Regions from separate parts of the Mus musculus genome. Here region 1 is linked to region 2. A link is a contact called in public Hi-C data. All regions are on one chromosome and are shown on one strand. Each heading gives the region's core, a stretch centred on a gene start, on an enhancer-like site or on the middle of the called end of the contact. The rest is flanking DNA. Distances are from core to core; before and after follow the strand shown.

Evidence for each region. A called contact is a pair of places that touch in the nucleus more often than the background predicts.
Region 1: a contact with region 2 is called in a Hi-C map of cerebral cortex, with 1.8 times the contacts expected there. The contact joins two enhancer-like sites. A contact is called at or near these places in 1 of 15 datasets of contacts at CTCF or cohesin (CD8 T cells), 18 of 484 Hi-C or Micro-C datasets (the Ba/F3 cell line, the C10 cell line, CD4 T cells and 12 more), 9 of 115 datasets of contacts at active chromatin or transcription factors (CD8 T cells, the HPC-7 cell line, bone marrow-derived macrophages and 4 more) and 3 of 9 other capture datasets (bone marrow-derived macrophages, embryonic stem cells and liver).

The regions. Positions count from the first base shown.
Region 1 is chr10:40,445,007-40,448,235 of GRCm38.p6, forward strand. The region is part of intron 4 of Cdk19 (cyclin-dependent kinase 19); the gene reads left to right. Among named protein-coding and RNA genes, the nearest start is that of Gm32234, 7.5 kb to the right of the region's middle. Within about 2 kb of position 1,410, at least 83 of the 459 cell types and tissues checked have an H3K27ac peak or open chromatin away from gene starts, as enhancers often do. A contact at or near this core is called in CD8 T cells, the HPC-7 cell line, bone marrow-derived macrophages and 4 more, where this site is marked.
Region 2 is chr10:40,371,258-40,374,509 of GRCm38.p6, forward strand. The region is part of intron 1 of Cdk19 (cyclin-dependent kinase 19); the gene reads left to right. Among named protein-coding and RNA genes, the nearest start is that of Cdk19, 24 kb to the left of the region's middle. Within about 2 kb of position 1,369, at least 256 of the 459 cell types and tissues checked have an H3K27ac peak or open chromatin away from gene starts, as enhancers often do. A contact at or near this core is called in CD8 T cells, the HPC-7 cell line, bone marrow-derived macrophages and 4 more, where this site is marked.

The DNA.
Region 1 (3,229 bases), core at 160-2,659, 74 kb after region 2:
TCTTTAAAATATGGGTTTTCCTAGGCCAGTCAAGTTTTTAAGCGAGATGGCTCAGGGTTATGGAGCTGGTATGGACTCATAGGCAGCAGCTCTATCAAGTAGCTGTAGTCAGCTGGTGAGAAAACATGAAGCTCTGAGCAAGCTGATGAGTAAAAAGAGGAGGAAAGGCCATTGTGAATACTTAGTTCTTAAGAAGCAGAGGAGCAATGACTAGATTCAAGGACAGGGCCAAGGTCAGACTTCTGCTTTTGTTGACCCAGGAATACTAGGAAAAGACAGTTTTGTTAGGGAGAAGGAAAAATTAATCTTAGATGGAAGGAGTTTATGGTACTTGTGAATATGATCTATTTCTAAGATAACATGGGAGATTAGAGACCTAGTAGTCTTAATTTGGGGATCATTAGTGTACATGTGGTTTTTGGAACCCCGGAATAAAATCCAAAATTTTAAAACATATCAGAAATAATCTTAGTATATTTTAGGGTGTTCATTCATCTCTTGATACTTCTATTAAAATTGGGATGTTACCCATCAAAGGACACTTGTACCTAACCCCATAACTAGGTAGATTGTGAGTGTTCACCATTGGGAACGTACTTCATATTTTGTTCCATAGCCGACTAGTGTATGGCAGGGCTCTGTTCTCTAATGTCTAGAAGCGTGAAGTCGCATTCTTGCATTTCGCACCTCTGCCTTTCCCATCCCTCTTCCCCACTCCTTTCCCTTTGGCTTTTTGTTTGCTGGCTTGTTTGCTTGTTTTGCTTTGTTTTTAGGTAGCCTTAGCTATCTGGGAATTCATAGAGTTATATTTGCCTCTGCTTCTCAAGTGCTGATATTAAGGGAGTATTCCACCATGTCCAGCAATCTCTATTTATTCGTTTGTTTGTTTGTTTGGAGATTGGCTCTCGTTTCCTAGACTAGCCTTGAATTTGCTAAGTAACCAAGAAAGACTTTGAACCCTGCATCCACTTCCCAAATGCTGGGATTACTGGTTTAGTCACTGTGCCTTGCTGTATTTTTAAATGCTCAGCTATCCAATTAATGAAGTTTTTTATGGTATAGATAATTACGGTAGAGTAATGTCTGCAAATGACTACTCTGTTTGTTCAAGAAAAGAAAGCACAGTGCTTCCTGTTGGGTAGTTATTTGTTCTGTAGCACAGAATCTTATTTGTTCAGGGGAACAATGAAGAACAGTGTGCAAAATAAATATCCTGGGATTTGACTTCTGTATCAAATGTGAGGGGAATTGTACCACACTGTATTTAAATGAAAGCATAGTTGTAGCCATTAATATCAGGCCAGCATTGTCCATTGTTACAGCAACTAACCCAACTTAACTCTGAGTCCCTGTCCCTACCATTCAAGACTGGGTCACTCGTGTGTCTGCTGTTGGTCTTTGGTGCTGTTAAGAGTCATACTGAGATTCCCAGATATGCTGAAGTAGGGAGTGCAAAGCAAACGGAGTAGAATGTTTGTGGATTGCTGTGGTTGTTCTATTTATGATAAACCAATTAGCTGAAGGAAATTTAACCCTGCGAAATAATTGATCCTATAAACAGAAAAGCAGATCAGGAGTACATATAAAGTATCCTGTGTAGGATTAAGAATTACTAAATTCTGTAGAAATATGAATATTAAAGGACTAGCCCTGTATAATCATGCTACTGTTGCATATTTTCATGACTTGCCTTTAGAATAGAATTTAACTAAAACCCTGTAGCTTTGATTTTTGTCTGTTTGATTTTATTGCTGATAACTTGAGGCATCCAGCTTCTGCCATTTCTGCCGTTTCTATGGCAACTAAAGTGTGCAAGCCCAGCAGTATCACTTTCTTTCACAGCTGGCATTTTGTGTTCACAGTAAGGAGAAGAGTTTTGGTGAAGCGTGCGGGTCTGTGCTAATTGGGATGTAACTGGGTCAGAACAATTTTGGTTTGCTTTTTTTGTCTGTTAAGGTTTGTGGTGGTTGTGTTAGGTTTGGGTATTGAATACCTCAATTCCTTTTTATTATTAATTTATTAATAGTAGTATGTAAATAAAAATATATTAATTATTAAAGTTAGTCTGTTAATAATTAAAAACTCAGAGACACAATCCAGTATGAAATCTTGAGAATGGGATAGAGTTGTTCTAAGCCTGGTTTCGTAGCCCTCTATACCCTGATTATTTCTATCTTTAAAAAGTGTGAAAAAATTCTCTGAAGAGTTAACCATATTTTACCAGTGGATGGCCATATTTGCTTGTTCTGAGGGGACAGCAGGCAATCCCACTTAAGGATGAACAATGACTGGGTAATTGTAGTTATTGCCACCTGAAGGCCACCCTGGGAGTGCTGCTCAGGCTCTGCATTCCTTTCTTGGCTTGTACAAGAATTGGTAGGACGCCCCTGCTCCAGGCCAGCTACTGCCCCTGCCTTCATGTCAGCCAGCACATGGTTCATGGGCTTTGAGTATGCGGTCACAAGGACACCCTGGAGCCTCCTGCTCTTCCCTGCAGGCTCATTTCATGGTGGTGCCAGCACTGTTTTTCAACATAACCTGACCACAAGAACTCCTAATGAGCTAAGTGGCACAAGCCTATTTCCTGTCCTTACATTTTATTTATTCTATGAAGCTATTTGTCGTTCCCAGGTCACAGACTTTGTTGTACTTATATCTTAGAATTTTAAAGTGCTTTAAAAATCTCAGACCTTAGGAGTTACAAGTGTTATGGGAAAGAGTATGCAAAATAGCTTGTACAATAGGATGATGTTACAGTGTAAGCATCATGACCTGTCAGAGGTTCTCACTTACGGCCTTCAGAGGCTTCCTTTGAGTTTGCCTTTGTCTTCTTTACACTAACTTGTTTATTTAGGACACCTTGGCTTCTGTAATTGAAGAAAAACTACTTTTACTGGGCCACCAGTGACCTACTCATTCATTCTGGTCATGTCCTCAGATTTCTTGTTTACATCTGACAGGCACGCAGAGGGGCTCTGTGCACTCTAGATGCTCGCTCATCTTTTCTCCTCTGACCTTTCTCCAGCTTCCTGCCTCCCCTCCTCTCAAGCTCCCTGCTCACCTGCACCTCTGTGGCAGCCCTCTGCCACTCTGGAAATACAGACTCAAGAATGTGGCCAGTTTTTGTTACTCAAAGAGCTTGTGCTAAAAAGTGGAACCACTTGAAACAGGAAACAAAGCCTTCCTTGGTTTCCTTTTTATACTGGCCATCCTTCTAGTCTGCCTTGTA
Region 2 (3,252 bases), core at 119-2,618:
TACTATTTCATAGGAATGGTTTCTGAAAGGTGTGTTTCATGGTTATTTTCATTTTACAGTATTGGAACAGATTCATTTCCACCAGCCTGCCTAGTGTGCGTTACTCATTTCAGCATTACCTCAGAATTCAATCTTGCTGTTGGAATAGCTTTAGCTTTACAGTCTAGCCCCACGCCCTTTTTTCTCTGCATCTGTTCCCTTCCAGGTGCATTTTAAATAGTTTCCCCCATCTATGTTCAATAATTTCTGGTTCTTAAGAGAGTGGGCCCTGAACTATAGGACTCACGCTTCATATTTTGTGAGGTTTATTTTTCTGTTTACTATCTTCCATTTTCCACATACATGTATTGGTTCTCTTACAGACTTGGAAAACAGTTGTTAGTTTCAGTTCATATGAGTGCACACTTCTGTGGTCTGTTTCCCAGTAGTCGAGGAGCATACGTGTTTTCCTGTTTTTGAAGTGTATGTAGTAAAAGTCAAGCACTCAAGCTCAGTTAGCATTTGAGTTTTAATTTTGTTTTTCATAATTGGTTGCAAAATATATGATGACCTGTGATACTTTATTGATTTTCTTGTTGTCTGATCTAAAGTCTGATTTCTTTGGCAGATATGTAGACTTACATCGGCATTTGACATTTTATGTTTTGGGCAGTGGAACTTTAAATATACATAAACTCTGCTGTTTGCCTCTGTTGTGTTTGGAGGTCCCAGGATGGCTTTGTGTGTGGTCCTCACGTGATGGAGGTTGCAGACTTCTCAGCTGAGAGTGAAGAGGGTGTTGCCTTCTGGTGTCATTGTGTGTGCTGGGGTGGGATGTATCAAGAGACAGCTTTCTGTGTTACCACGCAGCAGTTAAAACGATATCACAGATGCATCACTTTGATCACATTTATGATGCATTTTTATTCGTTATTACTAAAACCTGTAAAAGAAAAAAAAAAGAAAGAAAGACGTTGGAGCTGCTGAGCTAGCTGCTCAGTGGATGCGACATTTGGTGCCAGTAAGCCTGTTGCGTTCTAATCCCTGGGACCCGTGCAGTGGCAGGAGAGAAACGGCTTCTGCAGTGGGCCTTTGTGTGCTTGCTTGTGTGCACACCCACAGACCAGTGTAACAGAAATCAGAAAGCCATAGAGAGCTAGAGAGTGACTTTCACTTGCTCTGACATTAAGATTGGGAGTAACTCATAAAAGAGAACACTGGTATATTGTATAGTATGACTGTGCCATTTCTCAGACTTAGCTGCACTGTGGTTTCTTCTGGGAACTTGTCCAAGTCATTATTCATGTTGTATTCTTCCCTACTGCTCCTTTTACTGAAAGATTGCTTCACAATAAATAGAGAGGCAGCCTAATCCATGACTCATGACTGGAGGATAGACATTCTTGTGTTAGGTTCCGTGTGCCAGAAACGTTAGTCTCCAATATGCTAATTACCGCTCTTCCCAACTTGTTAATATGCTCTTCTCAAGTTTGTGCTTGTTTTAGTAGAGAAACAAACACATCCCACATACTTGTAAAATACATTTTTATAGAGGTTTTTTTAATGAGTTGCTTTTAAAGAAAATAATGAGATTAGGATCAGAAAATCTGATATACCTTTCTTGGGCAATGTTTCTTTGACCAAAAAAAGGGGATCATTTTGCCATTTATGTGCCAGATCTTATAAATATTACTTTTATGAGTTTATGCAAGTTTTTATGAATTTTCTTCATATTACTGGAACAATTCTTTTAACAATTGTGCATAGGCACATGCATGTAGCACATCCCTATGTGTGAATGTGGGTCAGCATGTACCTTGAGTGTTGGTCCTCACCTTGCACCCCGTTTGAGAGTCTCTTTTCCAGTGCATCAGCAGTGTAGTGGCCTGTGAGCTTCTGCAGATCCTCTGCCTTTGTCTCCTAGCTGGCTGTGGGTGAACAGGGATTACAGACAATCACATAATACGTCAGGCTTTTATGAGACTTACGGGCATTTGAACTCAGGTCTTCATTTTTGCATATTTGTGTGACAGCACTTTTACCTAGTGAGACAACTTTCTCAGCTCTAGTAACTTTGTATTTTTGTTTGGAGGCAGGGTACCAAGGTCTCACTGTGTAAACCTGGCTGGTCCAGAACTTTCTGTTGTGGACTGTGTTGAACTCGAATTCTCACAGATGCTTGTACCTCGGTCCCTTCAGTGCTGAGATTAAAGTTGTGCGTCAGCACATTTGGTTTACAGTTTTTTCTTTAATTAAAAAAAGATCTGTAGCAGCTAACAATTTTTTTAAAAAGATTTTTATTTAATGTCTATGAGTATACACTGTAGCTGTCTTCAGACAACCAGAAGAGGGCATCGGATCCCATTACAGATGGTTGTGAGCCACCATGTGGGAATTGAACTCAGGACCTCTGGAAGAACAGTCAGTGCTCTTAACCACTGAGCCATCTCCCTAGCCCCAGCTGACATATTTAGCAATATAGGTTATACTGCAAAGCATAAAGTTAATAACAATGTCAGTTTGTAGGTAGATTCTGAATGAGAATTGGGGTATCTGTTTTCTTGTTTAATTTTATTAAATTTTTAGAGTAATTGTTTTCTGTCCTTTGGAAATTGTGTTCTACTAGGTATCAAGTAAGTGTCTGTGCATTGTGCCTGACATGGAGGATGTGCGGTTCATGCGAGGTTGAGTAACGTTCATTTGCTCAAGACACAGCCAGTCAGCTGAGTTCACCGTTTGTTTCACTTGCTCCTATCTCTTAGCAGCAGTAGGTAGGACTTTCAGATTATTTAGTGGAGTAAGCTATACCTTTATATTGAAACCCTGTGGCCTTTTACGTTCTTTAATGGCTACTTTTAATTTACCAGTAGTAATTGAAAATAATTTTCCTAAGAATTTTTTGTACTTCATTTCTAAGTTAATTGGTTATTTTTTATCATTTTAAATTATGCATATTTAACTGTGATATGGTATATATAGGTATAATTAAGAGTCTCAGTAGATTATCAAAACATAGAAAGGCATCTTGTCTACCTCCACCCCTTTTAGTTTCTTTGAGGAAGATGAGATTAAATATATGGTTATAAAGAATTTTAAAAAGTGTGTGTGTGCGCGTGTGTTTGTGTGTATGTGTGTGTGCAGTGGAGGTGAGAGGCATTGGATTCCCCTGGGAACTGAATTTGGTCCTCTGCAAGATCGGGTTGACTCTTAACTTCTGAATCATTTCTCCAGGGTGTTAACCTCCCCCTACCCTTTTCTTTTTGAGAGAGAGTC